Linked DNA regions of Zea mays: regions 1 and 2 are each linked to region 3. The links are chromatin contacts, called in public Hi-C maps. All regions are on one chromosome and are shown on one strand. Each heading gives the region's core, a stretch centred on a gene start, on an enhancer-like site or on the middle of the called end of the contact. The rest is flanking DNA. Distances are from core to core; before and after follow the strand shown. Region 1 holds the start of LOC103650011 (transcription factor CSA). Region 2 holds the start of LOC100381481 (MYB transcription factor). Region 3 holds the start of LOC100284468 (carbohydrate transporter/ sugar porter/ transporter).

What was found. Hi-C and Micro-C count contacts between places; a contact is called where the count stands out from the background.
Region 1: a Hi-C map of leaf shows a contact between it and region 3, with 4 times the contacts expected there. The contact joins the promoter of LOC103650011 here to the promoter of LOC100284468 in region 3. A contact is called at or near these places in 3 of 25 Hi-C or Micro-C datasets (ear, leaf and tassel).
Region 2: a Hi-C map of bundle sheath shows a contact between it and region 3, with 3 times the contacts expected there. The contact joins the promoter of LOC100381481 here to the promoter of LOC100284468 in region 3. A contact is called at or near these places in 6 of 25 Hi-C or Micro-C datasets (bundle sheath, ear, leaf and 2 more).

Annotation. Positions count from the first base shown.
Region 1 is chr3:43,312,997-43,315,798 of Zm-B73-REFERENCE-NAM-5.0, reverse strand. LOC103650011 (transcription factor CSA) reads left to right here and starts at 1,512. Exons shown (of 2, transcript XM_008675689.4): 1 at 1,512-2,007; 2 at 2,164-2,802. The coding sequence starts at 1,812.
Region 2 is chr3:43,263,526-43,266,288 of Zm-B73-REFERENCE-NAM-5.0, reverse strand. It overlaps LOC100381481 (MYB transcription factor), which reads left to right and starts at 1,462. Exons shown (of 3, transcript NM_001174317.1): 1 at 1,462-1,786; 2 at 1,902-2,375; 3 at 2,485-2,763. The coding sequence starts at 1,516. The coding sequence ends at 2,636.
Region 3 is chr3:43,116,213-43,119,345 of Zm-B73-REFERENCE-NAM-5.0, reverse strand. LOC100284468 (carbohydrate transporter/ sugar porter/ transporter) reads right to left here and starts at 1,710. Exons shown (of 17, transcript NM_001157363.2): 1 at 1,159-1,710. The coding sequence starts at 1,333.

The DNA of each region.
Region 1 (2,802 bases), core at 263-2,762, 200 kb before region 3:
TTGTCCAACTTCTCTTATCATCCGTACGAAATGAAGACGCCAGGAAGAAGAAGATGTTTGTGATGAAGACAACGACGGATGTTGGGCAGTCGCGTAGACACTCCCCAAAAACCTAATTGTCGATCCCCTGTGCAAGGTCTCGAACGGCAAGGGCTTCGGAGGCACCTGCCCTCTCGCTCCTCTGTGCGCGCAGAGTTACGAGATGGGAATACCCACACTTGCGGCTGGACCGTGATTCTGTACCAAATGACAGGAGTTCTCCCCTACTTAATCTTTCGTGGAAGGGAAGCTGAAGGAGAAGGGTCGCATGCGGCAGTTCAAGAGACGGGCAATACCACGCCCGCTCGCTGCCTGCCCACCACGCCACGCCCGGCCCAGCCGGCGGCGCGCGCGCGTGGCACGCCCTTGTTCGTTTCTTGACTTCTCAAATTAAGTGGAATAATTCTCACCATATAAGTCAAGCCAACGACCATTGAACTTCCAATATGGTACTAGTGGTATTCTCCACCATTACACACCATATAATTTATTGAATAAATGGATCAAGCCTATAAAAAATCCAACAATTATCATGTGTTGGGCACCTGCCCTAACCAGAGGCGAAGCTAGCAATCAAATCAACGTGGTGCACCACCAAAGCAATATATAAATATTCATATCATATATGACAAACATGAACCAATTTATTAATAAAATTTGCAATTGCCGTGGTGCCTGTGCACCATGCAACTCTAACGTGGTGTTGCCTTTGGCCCTAACCTAAGTAGACTCATAGTCGTAAGGGCTCCTTTGTACTGTAGGATAGCCGTGGTAAGGTCGTCTTCAGCAACTCTCCTATCTATCGAAGACACCCCAAGAATAAAAGCAAGACACGTAGTTATAAATAGTGATCATGTTTTCTATATGCAAAAGTGGCATATCTAGAATTTTATGTTTATTTAAGTTCAACAATGGAAAAAGTGTGTAATATCAAAGCATATATAGTGTTCTTAATGGAGTAGGTTATTGATTGAATAGTGAGAGATTCTAGCCCACCATCCCCCTCCATTTCTCTTGCTCCTAAACAAGACCTAAGTTAGAAATCTCTAGCTCTGACTGGGTTTCGAGAAATATACATTAGCGTCTATAGTACCAATTAAGTAAAAATGTCAAGATATATTCGAATGAATCTTAATTTGGCAGTGCATTAGATTGGTCAAAACCAAAAGAACATTTTTGTAACGGTGGGAGAACGAGCTGCTGCCTAGTTTGGCTCTGGCCAAGATGCACATACTGAACTCATGACTCTGTGTCCTTGGATGCTATCAGCGTGATCATTTTGGTGCTAATTATAACAAGGGGCAGATGACCAATGTGGTTGGATGGAGGATACAAATCGGGGGCTCCTATCCTATGTCGTGGCTGAAGCGAGAACGGGGTTTCTGGTAGGTTTGTCAATGTGAGGACAAGAGAGTTCCATTCCATCCCTAGAGGCCCTCTGGCCCGCGCTAGTGGTACTGCCGTACTGGCCAGGTTGAAGCAGGAGACTGCCAAACCCACACGAGCGGCCTCTGCTCTCAGGTCTCAACCTGGTCCTGGACCCATCCACGCCAGTCTCGCTCACTCCAGTCCTTCCTGGGCAGGCAAGGCAAGTTTGAGCCTACAATGATCCCGGCCCATTGCCATGTCCATCTCTCTAAAAGGCTAGGCACTCGTCCATCCAACACAAGCTGACAGAGAGAGCTAGCAACGCTCTGCAAGATCCGCCATCTAAACTTTGCAGCACTCTACTCCACCACTCTCCTCCGTCTGCGACTGCGACTAGGTCCCAAATGGCCGCTCCACCGGTGGCCGCCGCTCTGTCTGCGCTCCATGAGGCACAAGAGACCCACGGCCATGACGACAGCCGCGCTGGGCACGCGAGAGGCCACTGGCGGCCAGCCGAGGATGCCAAGCTCAAGGACCTCGTGGCGCTGTACGGCCCCAAGAACTGGAACCTCATCGCCAGCAAACTCCACGGCAGATCAGGTGTGAAGAGTTTATCGGTCTTCATCGCGATGTGTTTTTGTCCCCTCCGGAGCTAGAACCCCATTTGCGTTTTTTTTTGTTGTTTTTTTATTAATCCCTGATCGGCGGTGGGTCGACGCACGCACGCAACGCACTGACGGAATATTGGCGGAGCAGGGAAAAGCTGCCGGCTGCGGTGGTTCAACCAGCTGGACCCGCGGGTCAACCGCCGCCCGTTCTCGGCGGCGGAGGAGCAGCGGCTGGTGGCGGCGCACCGCGCCCACGGCAACAAGTGGGCGCTCATCGCGCGCCTCTTCCCAGGCCGCACCGACAACGCCGTCAAGAACCACTGGCACGTCCTCACGGCGCGCAGGCAGCGGGAGCGGACCGGCGCGCCGCCGCGCCGACGCAAGCCCTCCTCGTCGTCACCCGCCGCCCACCACCACCGTGCACCATCTCCTCTGCCGTTCTGCGCCGGCAAGGCCACCCGACCCCGCTCGTGCGGCGACGGCGACGGCGACGGCGGCGGGTCCGACGAGTCCGCGTCGTCCACCTCCTCCGGCACCGACCTCTCCTCCCTAGGCTCCGTGTGCGCCGCCGCCGTCCCCTGCTTCCACTTCCACCGCCGGCGCCAGAGCCAGAGCTCGTGCGACGGCACGACGTGCGCGTGCCTCCTCGGCTCCTCCTCGGCCTCGCCACTGCTGCGCTGCATCATGCTTCGCTCCGTTCCGTCGCCTGCAGCGGCTTCCGACGGCGGCGGATGTGGAAAGCTCGCCGCCCTGCCCTTCTTCGACTTCCTGGGCGTTGGCGCGACGT
Region 2 (2,763 bases), core at 213-2,712, 150 kb before region 3:
CCAGTCCAGTCCACCCTCCGTTGGCTTTCCTTTTCCTGGACCTTTTTTTTAACCAATTCCCCACACGCCAACAGCGACAGGCTCTTCGTATAACGAATTACCGTGGCCAGAGACTGCGTAGTGGGTCCCACCTGTCAATAGGGGTGCACGAGACATGATTTACGAACAAAATCTAGTCACTGTCACACTATTCACAACAGATACATAGACTTTGAACCTTAAAAAAACATACACATCTTATAGAAAGAAGTTTTTTTTTTCAAAAAAAATATCAATATGGAGTATCGTGCGGTATAAACCCACAGTGTTCAACTTATATTGCATCATTTAATTATCATGTTCAAAAGTCTAAAGGGATGTTTGTTTTGTAGGGACTAATTTTTAGTAGCTTCTCCTTCGATCTATGGTGCAAGCGAAGGTGCATGGTCTTATTGGTGCTGACCAATAATCCTAGCGTTTCGGTTGGCATGCAATGCTTAATGAACGTCCATGGTTTTGCCTCGTTCAACACGAACATGTCTAAAAACACGTCGACCGTCGATTTGAGCTAGTTTGCGGATGATGTTTATTAGAACCGCATCTTCCATGGCGCCTCTCAGTTTCCTCCTATAGGCAGCTCATGAACTCGTTACGTATCCTTTGATATGCGCTAGCACGTACCACGGTCCACGTGGCTTCTCTCTTGCTATAAAAGAATTACGTACATGTCAAAACATGATGAGATCGTCTCGCACTCTTAAGTGACTACCCCGGCAAAAAAAGAATAAATGTTCTGCACATCGTTTTTAGGTGTGATGGTGCTAATAATAAATGGCAAGAGCGGGCAGATGATCGGTGTGGTTCGAAGGAGGATAGAGAGAAGGGAAGCGGGAGCAAACCGTCAAGGGTTGGGTTGGGTGGGTGCGCATAGATAGAGACCAGGGCGCGGCGCCTGTGGTGGGTTTTTGTCAAGCCCGGGAGGGACAGCGCTTCCGCTCTCGGTAGTGGTTGGGGTTGGAGTTGGACTCCCCAAACCCACACGAGCGGCCGGCCTCTCTCTGAACCTGAACACCAGGGCCACCAATCGGAAAAAACAAATCCGTATAAATTCTCTCTCTCCTCCCGGTCTCCCCCCCCCCCTCTCTCTCTCTCTCTCTCTGGCTGGCTGCAGTTCTCGTCTGCAGGACGACACAAGAACAACACGGCCATCAGTCTCAAAGAAAGGGCAGGGGAAGCCTGAAAGCGCAACCAAACCAATCGCATCTCCCACTCGAAGAAGGCAGGCATCCAAAAGACCTACTGTCCGTCAGTAGTACATACGTCCGTACGTAGAGTAGAGACCAAAACAAGCAAGCGTTTATTTTGTGCTCGTTTACGTTTAGTTGTGTGTGATCAATTAGCCAGCCGCCGCTGCCGCGGCGTCCGCGTCCTCCTATATCAGCCCCGCCTCCCTTCCTTTGCAGCAGCAACCTCCCTTCCTTTCCCTTCCCCACCCCTCCTGCTGCAGTCTCTCCTCCTCAGCGGACCCGGTCCTGGATGGCCGCCTTCTTCGCTGCTGCTCCGCCGCCGGCGGCGGGTGCTCTCGCGTCGTTCCACCACGAGGAGCAGCAGCGTCAGGACGCCGCCGAGGAGCTGTACCACGTGGACGACGACGTCGGCGAGGGCGGCTGCGGCGCAGGACAGCAGGGGAAGCTGTGCGCCAGGGGCCACTGGCGCCCCGCCGAGGACGCCAAGCTCAAGGAGCTCGTCGCGCAGTACGGGCCCCAGAACTGGAACCTCATCGCCGAGAGGCTGGACGGCAGATCAGGTAAAAATGCGAGCACGCAATGCGGGGTACTGCTGGCCTGCTGCTTGCTTCGTCGTGTCCCTGACCTTCTCTCTGTCTCTCTCTTGTCTGATGGAACAATGGACACACCGCGCAGGGAAGAGCTGCCGCCTGCGGTGGTTCAACCAGCTGGACCCGCGGATCAACCGCCGGGCCTTCTCCGGCGAGGAGGAGGAGCGGCTGCTGGCGGCGCACCGCGCGTACGGCAACAAGTGGGCGCTCATCGCGCGCCTCTTCCCCGGCCGCACCGACAACGCCGTCAAGAACCACTGGCACGTCCTCATGGCGCGCAAGCAGCGGGAGCACACCGGCGCGCTCCGCCGGCGCAAACCCTCGTCCTCGCCGGACCCGGCGCCGCCGACGTCGCACTTGGCGCCCGTCGTCGTCCTCCACCACCACCACCACCAGCACCACGCCGGCTCGCCTCCGCGCACCGTCGCCGCCGCTCACGCGCAGTACACGGCAGCGGACACCCGCGCGCACAGCGGCGGCGAGTCCGACGAGACCGCGTCCACCTGCACCACCGACCTGTCCCTCGGCTCCGCCGCCGCCCCCTGCTTCTACCAGAGTGGTACGTACGTACAACGGCACGGCAAATGCTTTGCTCTGTCAGTCTCTCTGATGGTGACGGCCTGGCGTGCTCACAACACATGTCCTACGTACGTGCGTTCGTCCCGCAGGCTACGACGCGGCTCCGCGCGCCGCGGCGTTCGCGCCCAGCGCGCGCTCCGCCTTCTCCGCGCCGCCGGCGTCGGCGCGCCATGGCGAGTCACGCTCCGACGACAAGGCGTCGCCGCCCTTCTTCGACTTCCTCGGCGTCGGCGCGGCATGATCGGGGAGGGGGGCCCCCCGCGGCGGTGTACAGGAGGCGGGCCGAAAGACGCGTAGTTTAGCTTTAGGGTCCAGTTAATGATCAAGAACATGGCCTGAGAGAGGAGAAAGAATGGTGATGGAACTGC
Region 3 (3,133 bases), core at 461-2,960:
CAGAAAAACACAGCAGAGTTATGTGAATTTCTAATTGATAACACAGCATAAATAGTTTCATAATGACTTAAAGAAAAGAGGGGGGGGGTCCTTGAGAGTACAATAATTCATTTGTCAACAGTGACAGCACCACCAATCACTGAGAAGCGACAATCGCATTCCCTGCTCTCGAGTGCTGGAATTGGAAAACACCGAAGCAATAAGGTGACTGCCGGCGGCGAGATTCGCGGCTTCCATCGGGGGCTTTCTGTTTGGGGAGGTGCACCCGTGCTTGTTTCAGCTTTAGAAACCGTGGGGTTTTCAGCTTGAGGGGAGCAAATTGTTGGAAGGGGGCTTAGAACACCCAAGAATCTGTAAGCTAAAACGAGCACAAGCTTTGGCCGCGGGTTGTCAAGGTTGGACGGCGTTTTGGTTTCTGCATAAAATTGGCATGTTAACTATACTATGCCAATTTTTCATGCATAGTACTATTTGACATAGCATCTCAGCAGCTGAACTGTAGTCTGGAGAGGTAGCAGGAATTCATCTGGAAGAAAACAAATTTTGGAGTGGCCACGGACACGGTGCGAGACTCCAATGAGAACCGTCCGTCAGGCGAGCCATAACGATACGATACTCTACTGATCCAACACACCAAAAAGAAAGTCCCAGAGACACGCCAATCACCGTATGGCGAATGCCCCCCTTAAAAAGTTGTTGGTTGGTGAGCTGACCAGTGATAAATTATTAGTACTGTAGCACCGGCCGCTAAGCATCCCGGTCCATCGGATTCATTCCTTATCACTGCGAATACTCCGATTATTATTCTCGGACGATGGTGGGATCACTAGCAGACGCAAGCCTGCCTGAGTGTCTGTGCCTGGTCAGAGACTGAATCTGGAAGGAACAAAGAGCTGAATCGTGAACCTCTTATCGCCAGCCACGGCGACGAAGATGCTGAATCGAGCACGAGCGGCATGCCGGCAACAAAAATTGGTCCCTAGTCAACCCTGTGATTTGCAGTTGCAGCCATCCGGAGGAAGGCGGTGGCCGGAAGAAAAATGCCACAGTACGTGCTCCACAAGAGCAAAAACGACGAGGACGAAGAAGGTAGTACGAAGGGGGGGAGGGGAGCGACGGGTTGGGTTTGGGTACTAGCAGTGGCGGGCGGTAGCTTACTGCAGGTGATGGTGACGAGCCAGATGAGGAAGAGGTCCTTGAGAGGGAAGACCCCCTCCCGCTCCGCGTTGAGGCGGTCCACCCGGCAGCCGGGGCACCTAGGGCGGTACGCCTTCGCCTTCTTCGCCAGCAGTGGCTCCCCCAGCTGGGTGGTTTCACCGTTGCCGCCGCCCATCCTCGCTCGCTCCGACTCCGAGAGATCCAACCCAGGAACCAGAAACTCCGGCGGGGACGACGTCGGCACTCGGCAGCGCCGCGCGGTGGAATGGAAGGCGGAGGCAGGGCGGGAGCTGAGCCGGAGCGGAGGCAGGCAGAGCGCTGCGCTTGGGTTGTGGCTGCGACCTGCGGGTCTGCCTCGCTCGTCCGTCCGAGTGCAGACTTGCAGAGACGCGCCTCCTGTTATATGGTGGTGCCGGTGCGTGCCTGCCGTCCTCTACGTAGGCTGCTGGACAAAAACACAAAAAGAAAAACAAATGGCGTGCGCGTCTGCGTGGAACTGCTCCTGTGGGGCCCGCCCTCGTGGCTCTCATCAATGGCTGCGCTCTGCGCTTCGTGGAAACACGGGGAACCGTGAAAAGCCTCTGTCCTCTCGTCGGACCGTCAGCCCGTCACGCCGGCGACGCGCCGGGATCGGGCCTCCGGACACCGATCCGAACCACGGTGCCAGGCAACCAGCGAACGTGGCTAGCTGTTGCCGTCGTCCCGTCGTTGGGGGGCGACTTGGCGTTAGCTTTCGCGTGCTTATCGTGCGTTTTGGATCCGCGACGCGAGCTGCAGCTTGGTCTACTCTTTGCCGGGCCGGCGTTCGGGTCTCTCGCGGTCGCGGCCCGGGAGCAGCCGGCTTGCATTGAACCTGGACAGGAGAAAGAAAAAAAAAGAGCGCGCGGATATACAGCTCCAATAAAAAGTTCTATATTTAAATACTAAAAAGTACAATACGACCTGATTTTAATTGTTTAGGAGCATTTACCGCTCCAACTAGGGATAGCAATAAGTACACAAAAACCGACATCCGATGGGTAAAAACACTATTAGAATACAGGTATGACAAATTTTGATACCATGAGTATTTTATTGGGTTATATTCATCGGGCATAGTGGACATGGGTATGTTCTCTCTTGCCTCGTATCCGCTACTCGATAGAAAACCCGCTAACATATGACATGTGGGTCAGAATTAAGGAGATTGTTCTCTCTCATGCATGTGCTTGAATGATGTTGATATTTAATGGTGAATGTTGTTGACCTTGTGATAAGTTTATGTTGGATTCGATGAATTTATCATGCTGGCATAAAGATAATATACTATTTTAGCATCTTTCAATACTGATGAGCTATAATGTTTCAACATTTTGTGTTTGTTAGTTATTTTTGTGGTCCAAGTGATCATGTCTACTAATATTAGTGTGTATGGATACCGCTACCCGTGTTGGATATGAGTATGACGTAATTTAGGGTTTAGGGTAGTGGGTATGTGTATGGGTATGGCTTTGTGTGCCTATTGGTTATCTTACACACTGCCATCCCTAACTCCAACAATTAAATCCTATATAGGTATTCATGTTATTAAAAAATAGATCATGTTATTTAGAAAATAAAATGTTAGAAACAACGTGCAAAATAAGGATACAAGTCCAGCATATGGGGCCCTATATTTAGAATATCAGATGGCGCATTCTAAAATTATTTGATGATCTTTTTGTCAAATAGAATCCATGTTGGAGCAGGTTTTTAATATTAAAGTCATATATTCCAAAATATAACTCTATTTAGTACTGAAAGTTACCTAGAGGGGGGTGAATAGGGCGAAACTGAAATTTACAAAACTAATCACAACTACAAGCCGGGTTAGCGTTAGAAAAAGAAACGAGTCCGAGAGAGAGGGCGCAAAACAAATCACAAGCGAATGAAGAGTGTGACACGCGGATTTTTTTTACCGAGGTTCGATTCTTGCAAACCTACTCCCCATTGAGGA